Linked DNA regions of Bos taurus: region 2 is linked to region 1. A link is a contact called in public Hi-C data. All regions are on one chromosome and are shown on one strand. The core of a region is the stretch at or near the end of the contact, and the rest is flanking DNA. Distances in the headings are between cores, read along the strand shown. Region 1 overlaps LOC112449549 (a long non-coding RNA gene). Region 2 has its middle 70 kb from the start of ATP6V0D2.

Region 1 (5,754 bases), core at 1,198-3,697:
GGAAAGGGTAATCTGTTCAATAAATGGAACTGGGATTAGATCCATTAGATGCATATACAAAAAAGATCAATTTTGGACTTCGTCTTAGAACATACACAAAATTAACTCAAAAGGGATTATATACTTGAATGTAGGAGTTAAAACAATAAAACTTTTAGAAGAATATGTAAAAGAAAAGCTCAAGACCTTGTATTAGGGAAAGACCAAAAGCATAATCCATAAAATTAAAAAAATTGTTAAATTGAACCTCATCAAAATTTAAAACTTTTGGACTTCAAAAGTCACAATTAAGAAAATGAGAAGGTAAGCAAAAGACGAGAAGCAAACATTTTCAAAACACATGCCCAATAAAGGACTTATACCCAGAACCTGTGAAGAATGCTGACAACTCAATAAGATGAGCCATCAAAAATGTTTAAACATGTTAACATACATTTATGAAAGAAGATGCATGAATGGCTGATGTAAAATGTTACACGGAAAGATGCTCAAAAATATCATCCATTGTTGCTGTGTTCAGTCACTCAGTCTTTGCGACTCCATGGACTGCAGCACTTGAGGCTTCCCTGTCCTTCACCATCCCCTGGAATTTATTCAAACTTATATCCATTGAGTCAGTGATTCGACCCAACCGTCTCATTCTCTGTCATCCCCTTCTCCACCTGCCTTCAATCTTTCCCAGCATCAGGGTCTTTTCCAATGAGTCAGCTCCTTGCATCAGGTGGCCAAATTATTGGAGCTTCAGCTTCAGCATCAGTTCTTCCAATGAATATTCAGTCCTTCCAATGAATATTCCTTTAGGATGGACTGGTTGGATCTCCTTGCAGTCCAAGGGACTCTCAACAGTCTTCTCCAACATCACAGTTCAACATTGTCCATTAAGGAAATGCAAATTTAAATCACAATGAAATGTCATTTCACACCCACGAGAATGGCTCTAATAAATCAGACCGACATTAGCAAGTGGTAGCAAGATGTGGACAAATAAGAACCCTCTGATGTTATCAGTTACAGGGTAAGGTAGTTCAGGCATGTTGAAAAAGAGAGCTTCCACGTGAAGAAGCCAGAATGCTTCCACATACGTCTGTGTCTCAAGCTCCAAAAGGACAGAAGTTTCTTTGTTTGGTACCCCACCTATGTGTCTCTTCACCAGGTTGCTGACTCATATGTAATAAACTGGTCACCTCGTGAGTAAATGAATTTTCCTGAGTTCTGTGAGCTGTCTAGCAAATTAACCGAACCCAAAGAGAAGGCTGTGGACATGAATTGGAGCAAACTGCAGGAGACACTGAAGGACAGGGAAGCCTGGCATGCTGCTATTCATGGGGTCGCAAAAAGTTGGACACAGCTGAGCAACCGAACAACAAGAAAGGACAGGGTTGTATAAACCTCTTGTTTGCAGCCAGTTAGTCACAAATACAGGTAAAACCTGGGTTAGCAACTGGCATCTGAAATGGAGAGCAGTCTCCTGGGACTGAATCTTTACCTTGAACTTTGATTCTATCTCCAGGTATGTAGTGTCCTAATTGAACTGCATTTACAGACACCAGAACTGCATGTGCCAAGTATGGTTCCTCCCCTGATTGAAAACTGAGTGTCTCAACACCGACTCTGAGGGAAAGTGGGGATGTTAGTGTGACGTACTAGGGGAGCAAGAGACACACACATCCACCAAAGACGCCTGTGGAGTGCAGAAGGGGTCTGCGGGGTCCTTTGGGCCCCATTTGTGGCATGAACAGTAACTGGGGGAAAGCGTGTTTCCCCTTTGCGGATGGTCCTACAACTGGGACAAACAGAGACACAACCACCAGGTCCTTTGTGGGCCATCCTCCAAACAGAAGGGCTAGAGTGGGGTCAGGGACCACCAGTGTGATGAAGCAGAGTAGATGCCAAGATACGGCCACATTCTGTCCAGGTTGCCATTTGAGAAAGCATCATACTTCCCTGTTGCCGAGAGTCTAATAGTATAAATTACATGGAAGGCAAGGACCCAGTGCAGGACTTAATAAATCAAGACCCGCATGAGGTCAGGCCCCTCCTGCATAACCCACGGTGGCAGTTGCATAAGCCCCTAAAAGTTTAAAAGGGGCTTAAAATTTAAAATTTCAACCCAGGAGAAAGGAAAAGATGGAACAGGGGGCAACACGGTGAATGTAATCAAGCTTCAAAACTTAAGGACTGAAAACAACAGAATTTATTCTTAACTTAGACATGACTAAGTTTTCTGCCTTGGGCAAAATAAGAACTTTGAGGCAAAAATCAAAGTGAATTATACAGAAGAGAAAGGAAACGGCATTAGAAAAGCTTCTAGAGCAAGAACCTACCCTCCACTGAGCTCCCCAGATTTGAACTTCTAGAGGAGGCGGCAGGAAAGGCTGACCCGCAGTTGGCGCGAGGATGCGCGCGCAGCCCTGGGACCGGCACGGCCTCCGCACACGCCAAGGGCTGCAGCCGTGGCAAGGGTGAGCTGCCATGGGAGCGCGTCAGTGCTTGCAAGGAGGCCTAACGAGGAGGCCTGGGAACTCATTATTTACTTGTTTTAATAATTTACAGACCAGGAACAAAGGTTTACTTCTACAAACAGTGATTTTTCAACTGAGAGAGCTTTCAGCAGTCTTGCCCCTGAACTTTGGATTCTGGTTAAATTACTGTCTGTTCAGATTTTTTTCAGACTCATATGGACAGAGAAATCGTGTTTCAATACATTATTTTACCTTTCTTGAATTTGGTAAAAACTGGAAAAGATGTTCTGTTTTGTTTCTCTCGTTTGTAAGCTAAGTGGCCCTTCTTGTCTAAGGAGATGGCTTAAGCTTACTTTCCGTATGTCTTACTCAACATTAGGCTGTTTTTAATTTTTATCCTGTTCAGTTTAAAACACTTCAGTTCGGTTCAGTTGCTCAGTCTTTTCCGACTCTTTGCGACCCCATGAATCGCAGCACACCAGGCCTCCCAGTCCATCACCAACTCCCGATGAAGATCTTTTTTGTACAGTTCTTCTGTGTATTCTTGCCACCTCTTCTTAATATCTTCTGCTTCTGTTAGGTCCATACCATTTCTGTCCTTTATCAAGACCATCTTTGCATGAAATGTTCCCTTGGTATCTCTAATTTTCTTGAAGAGATCCCTAGTCTTTCCCATTCTGTCGTTTTCCTCTATTTCTTTGCATTGATCGCTGAGGAAGGCTTTCTTATCTCTCCTTGCTATTCTTTGGAACTCTGCATTCATATGTTTATATCTTTCCTTTTCTCCTTTGCTTTTTGCTTCTCTTCTTTTCACAGCTATTTGTAAGTCCTCCCCAGACAGCCATTTTACTTTTTTGCATTTCTTTTCCATAGGGATGGTCTTGATTCCTGTCTCCCGTACAATGTCACGAACCTCCATCAGGCACTCTGTCTATCAGATCTAGGCCCTTAAATCTATTTCTCACTTCCACTGTATAATCATAAGGGATTTGACTAACAACATACCAAATTATATTATTTAATCCTATCTTAGACACTGACTGAGCTATATTTTGCAAGTTAGTATAATATTAAAACACACAGTGTTTTTATACATGTGAGTAGAAAAATATTGGTAAATAATCAAATATGATTATGGATTTGTGATCTCATATTTCAAAATGATCAAAAATCATTTGATCATTTTGGCTTGGATCATAAGTCTCCAACTGTGACAAAATGGCATGTACTTCAAACAAGGATTGTATTTTTATAGAAAAAAAAATGGAGGGAAATTATTTGAAACTGAAAATCTCAAAAACTTTTCCATTGCTGATTATGTTGTATAACATGTTAACATGCTGGCAAATTCCCCACAAAATGCATAAGGACAAAATGTCTACCACAAAGGTACATAAATACTTAGAAAAATGTCTATATTCTTTTTTTTTTTTTTAGATTTATTTTTACTTGTTTTTAGCTGTGCTGGGTCTTCGTTGCCACACGTGGGCATTCTCTAGTTGTGGTGAACAGGGGCAACTCTTCATTGCCCAGGACAGTCTTCTCATTGTAGGCGCTTTTCTTATGGAGCACGGGCTCTAGGTGCCCGGGCTTCAGTATTTGCAGCACATGGGCTCAGTAATTGCAACTCTCCAGCTCTAGAGCGCAGGCTCAGCAGTTGTAGCATGGAACTTAGCTGCTCTGTGGCATGTGGGATTTTCTTGGACCAGGGATGGAAACTGTGTCCCCTGCTTTGGCAGGCAGATTCTCAGTGAAGGTGAAAGAGGAGAGTGAAAGGCTGTCTTAAAACTCAACATTCAAAAAACAAAGATCATGACATCCGGGCCCATCACTTTATGGCAAATAGATGGGGAGACAATGGAAACAGTGACAGACTTTCTTTTCTTGGGCTCCAAAATCACTGCAGATGGTGACTGTAGCCATGCAATTAAAAGACGCTTACTCCTTGGAAGAAAAGCTATGACAAACCTAGACAGCATATTAAAAAGCAAAGACTTTGCTTTGCTGACAAAGGTCTGTATAGTCAAAGCTATGGTTTTTCCAGTAGTCATCTACGATGTGAGTGCTGGACCATAAAGAAGACTGAGTGCCAAAGAACTGATGCATTCAAACTGTGGTGCTGGAGAGGACTCTTAGTCTCTTGGACTGCAAGGAGATCAAACCATTCAATCCAAAAGGAAATCAATCCTGAAACTCCAATACTCTGGCCACCTGATGTGAAGAGCCAACTCATTGGAAAAGATCCTGATGTTGGGAAAGATAGAGAGCAGGAGGAGAAGGGGGTGACAGAGGGTGAGATGGTTGGACTGCATCACTGATTCAATGGACATGAGTTTGAGCAAACTCCAGGAGACAGTGAAGGACAGGGAAGCCTAGCATGGTGCAGTCCATGGGGTCACAAAAAGTCAGACACAATTGACAGAACAACATCAACAACAACAAAGACTACCAGGAAATTCCCGAAAAATGTTTGTATTCTTTATGAGAAACGTAGGAAAGATTTTTTTTTTAAGGAAAGAAAGAAGATTAAATAGAGAAAAAAAACATTGTGAGAGGAAGGAAATAATTGGAAACAAAGAGAGAAAGAAGGAAAGAAAAGAGAAAGAAGAGAGATCTAATTTATTCTCTGCTATTAATTACATTGTATATTCAAATCTCAGGAGTTCTTCCAAAGTAAAAGTGCTTATATTGATTTATGATAATGCTTTGAGAGGAATGGCCAATATATAAAAACCACTGTTTACAAGACAATATAATTTGCTCAGTTCATGTGAGGTGGTACTCACAATTAGACTTATGAAGAGAAAATGATAAATGTAAAGGAGAAATGCCAAAATAGTAAATGCACTTTTTAATTTTGAAATTGGTCTTGAAATCTTTCATTGTATTGAAAAAAATAGGACAGTGTCCAGTTTGACTTCAGTATCGTCATCAGTCCTCTAAGTTTTGGCCTGACCCTCTTTGGTGTAACCATATTTTATTGTGTCAGTTAGGACTGCATGCAAATAAGTTACAGGAAATTGAAGTAGCTTTTAAAAATATAGTCATCTTTTTTACTTGCCTCAGAGGAAGGCTGAGGTAGAAATTGGTCCAGTGACTTACCCACTAATAGTTACTAGATAGATGGCTGCTAGAACTCACGCTTAGCACCAGCAACCAAGGCCAGAGGAAGACAAACTCACAATGCTGCCTCGCAAGTTTCTTTTACCAGAAAATCCAGAAAATTCAGGGAAATTCTGCAGTTCAAGGGGCAGGAAGAGCCGCTGGATCAGCCAGCCAACAGTGACAGCAG
Region 2 (5,754 bases), core at 2,216-4,715, 58 kb before region 1:
GTATTACATCACCACCCACCCTGACCTTTGTAACCAAAGAGGGGAAAGTGACCCGGAATCCATCCCAAGTACAGCATTTGCTGGGAGTCAGAGCAGCCAGACTGCAGTTCTTTGTCTGCACTCACAGTTGGCTCAGCAGCCACAGTCAGAAGCCAAGCCAATTCAATCACAGAAATACACCTCAGCCAAGAACTGCTTAACCAAATAGAGCCTATTTCCCGTCATCTACAAACACAGGTGTCTACAGAGGACAAACCCGAAGAACAGGTAAATGAACCAAAATTGCTCCATGGTGTTCTCTGCACACCAAGGTAAGTGTGGGTCGTGACTCTCAATCCCATTGGCCTGCCTGCTCAAACTCCTTTAACATCTAACTTGAAACTCACAGGACTCTACAATACATAAAAAACTGGTTATTTCCCTCATTGATATGGCGTTTGAAAAGAATTATCAAACAGGGTTTACTCTGCCATGCACCGTTTATTCAACTAATTATGTTCTCTCTCTTTTTCAAAGAGTTCTAGGCATGGAGATAAAAGCGAAAGTGCAGAACATTCCACTTCAGTGATGAAAATCAATGGGAATATAAAGAGGGGAAAAGATGAATGATATTTAGGAAAAGGGAAGGAATGGAAATTATTTTAAATAACCGCAGGTGGAATGGAAGGTTAATTGCAAGGTCCAGATGCTGCTGATACTCGTGTCTCTCTGTTCACCAGGCACCAACCCACACCCCATTCATTCCATCGGGAACGGAAAGGCACTCAGAGAAGGCTACTTCCAACTGAAGGAGCGGCTGAGATTTGGGGAAATAACTGTTTTGGGGGGTTCACATCTATTACATGCTGTTAGTATGGTCTCCTGGTAAGATGGCATTTAAGCACCTGTTTCAGTCTCCTCTACTTAAATGTGTAAGCCCTGGGGAGAGAGGCTGGCCGTTTCCACAGTGGTCTTCTCCAGGTGTAGGTAAGACAAGTAAATCACACCCAGAGACAGACTAAAAGCTGCATGAAGACATGAGACCTCTGTCTTCTTGAACTTCTTTTTCGAGGTGAGGAGAGAGCTGAAAAGGCCCTCACTGAGGACCAGCCCTGTGCTTCCTCCTTGACCCTTGACATCTGCTCCTCCTAGCAACTTAAGCAATTAATCTGATCTGCCAAATGGGTCTCCAGTGAGTCACTCCAAAGGAGACACTCCCCAAGTAAACCAGTGCCATAGTCCTAGTACTTGAACTTAGTGAAACTTAGCAAGACATGAAATACAACCCTAGGTAAAGGAAAGTAAGCATGATGAAGGTATTTTGGTCATTCTGGTCATTATTTGTGTTGCTTTTCTGACCATCTGTCTTAAGTTCTTTCTCCAGAACTTACTTCACAGTTATGGAGAACTATTTTAAGGCAGAGATACCTCAAAGACTATTATTTGCTTTGATACTATGTGGGAGTGGGTTTCTTTTGTCAAAACAAACAGCTTTTTATTGATTTATGTAGTTGATTTTATAGTTGATTTACAGTTGATTTTATAGTTGACTTACAATGTTGTGTTAGTTTTAGGTGTACGGCAAAGTGATTCCATTGTAAGTACATATATATCTTTTTTTTTTCAGGTTCTTTTCCCTTATAGGTTAGTACAAAACATTAAGTATAGTTCTCTACTATACGGGAGGTTCTTGTTGGCTGTCTATTTTATATATAGTAGAGTGATGTGTTAATCCCAAATGCTTAACTTTTCCCTCCCCACAGCTTCCCCTTTGATAACCATGTTAGTTTTCTGTGACTAAGACTCTGTTTCTGTTCTGTAAATAGTAATAAGTTGATATGCAACATGTTTCATATGATAAGCGATATCATATGGTATTTGCCTTTCTCTGTCTGACTTACTTCACTTAGTACAATAATCTTTAGATCCAACAGGGTTGCTGCAAATGGCATTATTTCATGTCCATGACCGAGTAATATTCCATTGTATATACATAGACCATATCGTCTTTATCTATTCCTGCGTTGATGGACATTTAAGTTGCTCCCATGCCTTAGCTGTTGTCAATAGCACTGTAATGAACTCTGGGGTACATGTATCTTTTTGAATTATAGTTTTCTCTGATATATGCCAAGACGTATGATTTGGGGATCATATGGTGGTTCTATTTTTCATTTTTTAAGGAACCTTCATACCATTCTTCATAGCAGCTGTATCAGTTTACATTCCTACCAACAATGCAGGAGAGTTCCTTTTTCTCCACACCCTCTCCAGAATTTGTTATCTGTAGACTTTTTAATGAAGGCCATTCTGATCGGAGTGAGGTGATACTTCCATGTAATTTTGATTTGCATTTCTCTGATAATTAGCAACATTGAGCACCTTTTCGTGTGCTTTTTGGCCATTTGTATGTCTTCTTTGAAGAAATATCTATTTGAATCTTCTGCCCATTTTTTGATTGTATTGTTTTTTTATATTAAGCAGTATGAGCTATTTGTATATTTTGGAGACTAATCTCATGTCAGTAGCATCATTTGAAAATATTTTCTCCCAGCCCTTAGGTTTTCTTTTTGATTTGTTGATGGTTTCCTTTGTTGTGCAAAAGCTTTAAGTTTAATTAGGTCAATTGTTTATTTTTGCTTTTATTTCCATTACTGTAGGACATGGATCCAAGAAAATATTGTCATGATTTATGTCAGAAAGTATTCTATTTTTTTCTCCAGGAGTTTTGTAGTATTCTGTCTTACAAGTAAGTCTTTAATCCATTTTTACTTTATTTTTGTACTTGGTGTTAGACAATATTTTAATTTAATTCTTTTATATGTAGCTGTCCTACCCAGTACCACTTACTAAAGGAATTGTCTTTTCTCCACCATATATTCTTGCCTCCTTTGTCATAGATTAGTTAACTGGAAGTGTATGGGTGTATTTCTGGGCACTCTACTCTTTTCCTTTGATCCAGGTATCTGTTTTTGTATCATTACCATACCATTTTGATTACTGTATCCTTGTACTATAGTCTGAAGTCAGGGAGCATGATTTCTCCAGCTCCATTCTTTTTCTCTCAAGATTGTTTTGGCTATTCATGGTCTTTTGCATTCCATAACAAGCTTTAAAATCATTTGTTCTAGTTCTGTGAAAAGTGTCATTGGCATTTTTTTAAGAACAATCCTTTTTTTTTTTAAAGAAATCTGTAAATTGACAAAGGAACCCACCAAAATGTAGTGCTATGATTTTTGGAGCATTGGCAAAGTTTTCTGGAGGAGGCCACGTTCAGGCTGAGTCTTACACAACAGATCAGCATTGGAGAGAGAATCCAGGCAGAGAAGGCCCTGCGTGGAGATGCAGAGCAGAACATGTGTATGTGCGTGGGATGGCACGGATGGTTTGTGGGAAGCTGGAGGGAATGGTTGACACCAGGTGACAAGGGCTGTTACAGACTCTGCCAAGCAGTGTGGCCTTCACCCTGTGGCCACTGAAAGGCCAGCTAGTGTTTTTACATCAGTGGACACATGCTCAGATCTGTTCATAGGACTGGCACAGTACACAGTGCAGGAGAGACCAGTGCAAAGATGCTGGCCGTGAGCCAGTTGCAGTGAGTTGGGAAGGAGATGGGAGCGCGTCAGTGATTGGAGAAGTGGCAGTTGGCTTGGAGAAGTGGGCACAGAGGCCCGAGATCTTTAGGAGGCAGAATCTGCAGGGTCTCACAGCCACTGATTATGGGGAGTGTGAAGGCAGTCAGGGACCACAGGGATGCTTAGCTTGGGAAAGCTGAATGGAAGGAAACACTGCTGTTCTGCTCACAGATTTCAGAAGGGGCAAGAGGGAGTGATGTCAGCAGGAGGTACATTAAGGCTGAGAGACCCACAGGACAATGAGGAGCAAGGAACCAGCGGACGGCTCATCTCTTCTGTTCCCCATGGTCCTGGAATCCATTCACCTGTTCCAAGGCAAAACTTGTTCTAGAGCCCCTTGGATTAAGATCCACTGGATCTTAATACCTGGACCTTCGACCAGGGCCGCTGCCTCCTGCTCATACCCATCCTGAAAAAGGGTTCTTTTCCCAGGCTTTTTGGACCACCTCACTTTTGAGGTTTTGTGGCTTTTTCCAACTCTGTTAGTTCAGGAACTGCCTTTCAGATTACCTAGCACCCACCTCAGCTCCGCTGACTTCCCTTCTCAGGAAGGGAAAGTTGTATGAAAGCTAATACAACCTTCAGTTCAGGGTATTACTTTACAAGTGTAAACAATAATTTATGTCCAGAAAGAGTGGCCTAAAGTCCATATCACCTACCATGTCCAAATCCGCCTTCTCTTGCCTCACCTTTCATTCATTTGTCCTACAAATTCTTTTCCCCTTTGCTTCCTGCCCCAGGGTCTCACTGGCACCCCCTGGTTCTTAGAGGCACTATGAACTGCTAGTCTGACAGGCACAGAGTCGTGAATGCTCCTGAATGCCATTCTACCTTCCTTTTCCCCTTCCTGGAATTCACATTGAGGTCATCTCCACACTGAAACCTTCATTAGCACCCCAGGGTCTATGTCAGAATCCAAACTCTTCCATCTCTAAGACCTGAACCCAACAGTCAGATACATCTACACTATTGTGTCTTTCCCATCCTCCTCTGAGCTGGTCTGCAAACCAGACCAGCCACCTCTGTTCTTTGTGTGTTCTTTTATACTATTTCCTTGACTTGAACACTGTGAAGGTTCTTTTTTTTTTTAACCTTTAAATGTCTTAGCCATCCATCCAGGTCTATCTCAATTATCACCTCCTTTGAGAAACCATTCTTTTACTTTTTTGGTGAAGTTTTATGATAGTCCAGTCTACTTACTTTTTATCCTCTCCTTCTGTGTTCTTTTTTTAAACTTTTTATTTTTCATTGGAGTATAGCCCATTGACAATGTTATGATTGTTTCAGGTGGAGAGCAAAGGAACTCAGCCACATGTATGCATGTATCCATTCTTCTCCAAACTCTCCTCCCACCAGGCTGCCACATAACATTGAGCAGAGTTCCCTGTGCTATACAGCAAGTCCTGGTCAATTTGAAATGTCCATTTGAAATTTAGCAGTGTGTTCATGTCCATCCTAAACTCTCTGACATCATTTCCCTCCATTCCTCTCTCTCAGAAACCATAAATTCATTTTCTAAGTCTGTGAGTCTCTTTCTGTTCTGTAAATAAGTTCATTTTTATCATTTCCTTTTAGATTCTGCATATAATGGATGTTATACAATATTGCTCCTTCTCTGTCTGACTTATTTCACTCAGTATGACCATCTCTAGGTCCATCTGTGTTGGTGCAAATGGCATTTTCCATTCTTTTTAATGGATGAATAATATCCCATTGTATTTATGTACCACATCTTCTTTATCCATTCATCTGTCAATGGATAATTAGGTTGCTTCCATGTCTTGGCTATTATAAATGGTAAGAACATTATGGTGCCGATATCCTTTTGGATCATGTTTTTCTCTAGATATGTCCAGAGTGAGATTGCAGGGTCACATAGTAGCTCTACTGTTAGTTTTCTAAGGAACCTGCATATTGTTCTCCATAGTGACTGTACCGATTGACATTCCCACAGTGTAGGACAGTTCCCTTCTCTCCACATTTTCTCCAGCACTTATTGTTGGTGGAGTTTCTGATGATAGCCATTCTGACTGATGTGAGGTGATATTTCATTGTCGTTTTGATTTGCATTTCTCTAATAATTACTGATGTTGAATGTAGTTTCACGTGCCTCTTAGGCATCTGTATGTCTTCTTTGGAG

The links. A called contact is a pair of places that touch in the nucleus more often than the background predicts.
Region 2: a contact with region 1 is called in a Hi-C map of liver, with 1.6 times the contacts expected there. The contact joins two enhancer-like sites. A contact is called at or near these places in 2 of 11 Hi-C or Micro-C datasets (liver and skeletal muscle).

The regions. Positions count from the first base shown.
Region 1 is chr14:76,454,139-76,459,892 of ARS-UCD2.0, reverse strand. The region is part of intron 2 of LOC112449549 (a long non-coding RNA gene); the gene reads right to left. Among named protein-coding and RNA genes, the nearest start is that of WWP1, 120 kb to the right of the region's middle. Within about 2 kb of position 2,447, at least 10 of the 102 cell types and tissues checked have an H3K27ac peak or open chromatin away from gene starts, as enhancers often do. A contact at or near this core is called in liver, where this site is marked.
Region 2 is chr14:76,513,527-76,519,280 of ARS-UCD2.0, reverse strand. No RefSeq gene overlaps it. Among named protein-coding and RNA genes, the nearest start is that of ATP6V0D2, 70 kb to the left of the region's middle. Within about 2 kb of position 3,465, at least 1 of the 102 cell types and tissues checked has an H3K27ac peak or open chromatin away from gene starts, as enhancers often do. A contact at or near this core is called in liver, where this site is marked.